Linked DNA regions of Mus musculus: region 1 is linked to region 2. Evidence: chromatin contacts called from public HiChIP or PLAC-seq data. All regions are on one chromosome and are shown on one strand. Each heading gives the region's core, a stretch centred on a gene start, on an enhancer-like site or on the middle of the called end of the contact. The rest is flanking DNA. Distances are from core to core; before and after follow the strand shown.

Region 1 (2,700 bases), core at 67-2,566, 780 kb after region 2:
AAGACCTGGTGAAGTCAGTTTAGGAGAACCCTCCTCCAGGAGTGACAGGGAGAACCCTTCTGGCCTACTTCTCTTTCTTCTCTGTCCAGCACTGCCATGCGCAACTGGTCCCATAACTGATCCTGGTTCTCAAGCTTTCAGTGAAAAACAGCAATGGGAGGAATATCTTCATCTTCTAGAGCTGACAAACTTCATCACACACACACACACACACACACACACACACACACATAATACAGATTACTATCCCAGGAGACCCAGTATCTGATGAGGGGCACCGCCTCTCACTTGACTTCCACAGTAGAATCAGGTCTCTTTTATAAGAGTCTTATTTAGGAAAGTGGCTTCCTCACGACTTAATGACATCCAAAAGCCCCCCCCCCCCAAATACCATCACCTGTGTGTGTTTGTAGGGGGTGGGGAATATAAAGATTTCAGTATAAATTGGCAGGGATATAGGCACCCAGTCATTACAAAGGGCTTGAGCCTTTTCCACTGTGATCCTTAGAGGAAAATGAAGGACCATGTTCTGGCTATATGGATGAAGATAAACAAAACAAACCTGTGCCTTTTTAAAAAAATAAAATAACTACTTGGCTGTTAGAGTCTTTCTGTCTCCTCTTTGGTACTATATTCTCTGAGCCTTGGAGACATTGAAGTATGAGGTTTGTTGGAAAGATGAGAGGGGAATGGGGCATGAAAACTACCTAAAATCACTATATCAATGTATGAAATTTCCTACAATAAGTAAAGGGCTCTTAGGAACAGATGGAGAAAGAAAATAATTAGATAGATTGGGAAATGTAGAAAATACATAGGTGCGCACGCACACACACACATACACACCCCTAAACTAAAGCCTGTTGATCCCGTTCTTTGTATGTTCTGTGTTTTATTACACCAGGAGCTTCTGTTGCGTGGATATATTACCAGAGAGCCCTTGTGTTTATTTTAGTTGATAAGAATCGAGGTCCAAAAGACATCTCAGTGGGTTGCCCCACCTTCAGGATGAGAGAGAAAAGAAGAAAATTCCATCAGGCGGTCCCCTTATCAGAAAAGAAAGTTTGCTAGCACCAGGAGTTGGAAACTGCAGGTTAAAGGCTAAATTCCTTTGGATTCAATGTAACAATGAAGCTTTTTATAAAAACTAAAGAACAAAGTTTGCAGTTAAATAAATAGGATGGGCTGATTGCAGCCTCCAGCCTCTGTCCCCCTTGCTGTGTCATGTCTGTGCTGGCTGAAGCCTCTAGTGCTTGCACACTGGTCTCAGTGGAGATTAGGGTGGGGAGCACATTCCGGGCAGAGAGGCCAGAGAGAGACAGACAGCATTCCAGCTCCATGAGCCTCCTGCCACTCCAGCACTCCTCTGAAGGGTAGAGGGCACAGGCTTCACACGCTCTGCGGCAGCAGGCAAGGGAGGCAAAGGTGGCATTCCTGTATTTTATTACATGGCTTTTGCACGAGCAACTTCACCTGTCAAAACACGATGAGAAAAATAAAATGGAAAGAGATGGAAGGCGAAAGAGGCTGGAACAGAGGGGCAAGGGGTGAACTGAACCGGGGCCCCAAACGCAATTGGAAATGTCTGAGTGTATTTCATTCTGCAACTGTTCGTCTCTTGGATGGCGTGTGTGTGCATGTGCGTGTGCACACATGTGTGTATGTGTGTCTGTCTGTGTGTGTATATGGGTGAATGTGTGTATGTAATCATGTGTGTGTGTATGCATGTGTGTTTGCCTGTGTGTATGTGTGTACATGTGAGTGTGTGTTTATGTGCATGAGTGTGTGTATGCATGTGTATGTGTGTATGGGTATGTGTATACCTATGCGTGTGTGTATATGTCCACATGTGTGTATGTGTGTATATGCGTGTCTCTGTGTGTGTATGTGTATACCTACATGTGTGAGTGTGTGTATACCTACGTGTGAGTTTATGTGTATGTATGTGAGTGCATGCATGTGTATATAAGTGTGTACATGTATGTGTTTATATGTGTGTGTATGAGTGTGTGTGTGTGCATGTATGTGTGTATATGTGTGTGTGTGAGTGAGTGTATGTGTGTGTGTTTATATTTATCTTCTAAAATTAGCAAAAATGTGCCTGTAGACTAATGTGCTTGTTAAACTACTGCCTTGGATAAATACAATCAGAAGTAACTAATTTCTACACAGCAGATATCAACACAGTAGTGTGGATTGAATGTGTCTCCTGAAGCTCACATCTTAGAAGCAGACATCAGTGGTTTTAGGAGGTGGGTTCTTTGGAAAATAGTTAGGCTAGGATGAGCTCATGATTCTGAGGGCCCTGCAGTGGTAGAACAGCATGGGGAGGAGAGAGTTCTGAGTTAGCAGGCTTGCTCTATCTGACCCTGTGATGACTTCCAACAACCACAGCAGGAAGCAGCAAGAGGGCTCTTCCATATACCAGCCCCTGCCTGGGGTCACAGCCTCCTAAGCTAGGAGCGAAGCAAACCTTTATTCTTTCTAAAGTAGCCTTGTCTGCAGTGCGCAGTTATAGCAACAGCAAGTGGCCTGAGATATATACTAACTTGCTTTCATTACTAGATTTACCTAATGATGTCCAGCTTTTTAAAGATACAATTTTGGACCAGTAAGATGGCTCAGTAGGTAGAGGGGCTTGCTGCACATGCCTGAAGACTTGAGCTCAATTCTTAGAATCAGGGTAGAGGTCTAGAGAGC
Region 2 (2,700 bases), core at 71-2,570:
GAAGGGAAGTATCCTTATGAGCATGCGTGGGGAGCTGGCTTGGAATGTGACAGCAACTGCTATGCTTTCTCCCATATTTGTCTGTTCTTCTCCAGTGTAACTGGATGTGTGGGTTGATGACTGGGCGAAGCCCTCTTCAGCGCAAACTTCTGTGCAGCTCAGTGTCCATTGGTAGCTGCTTGCCTATGAGCTTCGGAAGAGGCCCTGTTACTCAGACTCTGTTAATAGAAACTTCCCGTGAACCATGGGGGTGGGTGAGTGGGAGGGGACTGTCCCAAGCTTCCTGCACAACTGGTCTTAAATGTACCATTCATGGTTCTTTGAAATAGACAGGGACAGATGGCCACTCATCCGGAGCAGGACAACAAGGGTAAACTGGGTGGGAGCAGCAGAAAGAATGAATTATGTTTAGCCTGAATAACTGAGGCATGAGACGAGGGTCATGGTGTGGCACCTGTCCCCAAATATCTTAAGAATCGTCCCTTTAGAATGTTCTGGGTGGTTCCCTTGGTAGGGGAGTTTTCCTGAAGTTATGGCATGACACTGAGGCAGATGGGATTAGAGAGAGGTCTTCATAAGCTTGTCCTTATGACCACACACCCTTCCTAGCAGACACCATTTGAGAATGGCTTGGCGTCATTCACCCTTCAGTATGAATATATGGCTTAGGCTCTCTACAGAAGGAAGGGAGCATTAGAAGAGGCTGACGACTTTCCTCCCAGCGACCTCCTCCCTTCTCAGTCCCTGTTCTCCACACCCATTATTCTCTCTCCTCCCCACCCATGACGAAACTTTCCTAATAAGCTACCTCAGTGTCGCTTTAAGAAGCCGAATAGTCTAAACTCTTCAAGAGCCGCTTTAGTAAAGGAAATGTACAGCCTAAGGCAAGAGAAATCTGGGGGTGTCGACCAATGAGGTGACTTTGGTCAAAACTCCCTTTCTGAGCTCCAGTTTCTTCAAACAAGAGGATTTAAAATTCCTTCCTGGTTCTATACTTCTGTGACAAAACATTAATTTAAGGTAGTTCACCTTTTTTTTTTTTTTTTAAGGAAGCTATCCAAGACTTTCTTCTTGCAAGACTCTGCTGCCACTCACCGATGTGCCCACACTGCCCTCCTCTATTGATTGAGCTCCCACTTCTCTTTTCTTCCCATTATCTGGGTAATCTTTCTTTCTTCCTGTTCCTCTTGAGTAAGTGCCACCCATCCTCCGAGGTTCTTTTGAAGGCTAATGTATTTGCTGTTTATATGCTGACTAATGGATGAGACTGAAGTGTGTGTGGCAGGAAGCGAGTCCCTTGCTCTCAAACCTGCCTTTCTGCTTAGTAAGTATTGGTTAATTGCTGGCACAGTTGAGAGGCTCAATCTGTAGTGGCAGATCTGAGCAGCATCACAGTTGGTAACGGTGCTAGGAGATCAGCAGACAGCTACGTTTTTCCCCTTCCCAGTCACATAGAAAAGATTGGCCTTGACAGACCTCTATCCGGGCAAGTATATTAGGGCATAATGTGGCACTCCAGAATAGTGGAAAAGACTCAGTTCTGTTTAAACATATTTTATCTCATCACCATTCAGTCTGCAAATACTCACTGTGCAATGACCCTGTACCAGGCGCTCTGCTAAGTACTTTACATAAGTCACCTTGCTTGACGTTCATCATAAATCCCATTAGGTTGTTAATATTAGGTTCCTACTGACGCGTGGGGACACAGATACGCAGGGGAGTTAAATAACTTGCCTAGGGTCACTAGAAAACAACAACAAAGCCAAGAAGAGTCCATCCCAGGCTGCCTGATTGCTAGAAGCTGAGTGCTGACCCAGGCTTCCAGCCATGCCTTCAATAAGTACAGGCTCCTCCTTCCATCCTAGAAACCAGGAGAGACTATTTAGAAGACAGGTTATTGGGATTCACAGAAGCCCTACAGACAAACACAAGCTGTCATGGAGCACACAGCAGGCCATGGGAAGGCTCCCGGGATGTCACATGCATGTGGTATTTCCTACAACAAGCTGAGGAAGGCCAATGATGCAGGGCTCTCCATACCAAGGTCATGAAAGAACCCACAAAGTGAACGGCCGTGGGAAGGGCGTGACTGTGTATTATAAAGACAGATAGGGAGTCGGCAGAGGAGGGAGACTGGGGTGTCTCACTGGGGTTCCAGAACAATGGTACTGACTGTATGCCAGGGTGGCAGGGTTCTACGAAGAGAAGAATGATGTAGTAATCCGACGTATGCATCAGGGAGCTAACTCAGTTTGTAGTTTGAAGTTAAATGAAGTGGGTGGGGTAGGGTGCATATGCCTCTAAACCAGCACAGAGAAGGCAGGGTACACTCAGAGCCAGCCTGGACTTCATAAAAAGATTCCGCCAAGAAAGAAAGGGGGGAATGTGTAGCAGGCTCCTCCCTTTCCAGCAGAACCCAGGGCTTGTTCAGCATTCTCTTCTCACAACCATGGCTGTTAATAAGAATCTTCCGAGATGTTCTGGAGAGGTTTTCTCCCTCCTGCGTGAAGCCTGACAGGACAGATGGCTGTCCTGTCTCTGACTACGCCGAGTACAGCACTCAGAAGGGATCAGGTGGACTAGCTGGAGGATGAAGCTGCCACTTGGGGGAGTTTGAGGCTAAGAGATGCAGAGGGCTCAGTGTAACCATGGCTGACAGACGCGCTTCGGCCCTGAAGCAGCAGATCCTTGGAAGGA

The links. HiChIP or PLAC-seq counts read pairs in DNA pulled down with a chosen protein or histone mark.
Region 1: a FOXA1 HiChIP or PLAC-seq map of pancreatic cancer cells shows a contact between it and region 2. The contact joins two enhancer-like sites. A contact is called at or near these places in 3 of 484 Hi-C or Micro-C datasets (large pre-B cells, liver and macrophages) and 1 of 115 datasets of contacts at active chromatin or transcription factors (pancreatic cancer cells).

What each region holds. Positions count from the first base shown.
Region 1 is chr10:95,863,620-95,866,319 of GRCm38.p6, forward strand. The region is part of intron 3 of Gm33377 (a long non-coding RNA gene); the gene reads left to right. Among named protein-coding and RNA genes, the nearest start is that of Gm33543, 22 kb to the left of the region's middle. Within about 2 kb of position 1,317, at least 57 of the 459 cell types and tissues checked have an H3K27ac peak or open chromatin away from gene starts, as enhancers often do. A contact at or near this core is called in pancreatic cancer cells, where this site is marked.
Region 2 is chr10:95,085,726-95,088,425 of GRCm38.p6, forward strand. No RefSeq gene overlaps it. Among named protein-coding and RNA genes, the nearest start is that of Gm29684, 59 kb to the right of the region's middle. Within about 2 kb of position 1,321, at least 58 of the 459 cell types and tissues checked have an H3K27ac peak or open chromatin away from gene starts, as enhancers often do. A contact at or near this core is called in pancreatic cancer cells, where this site is marked.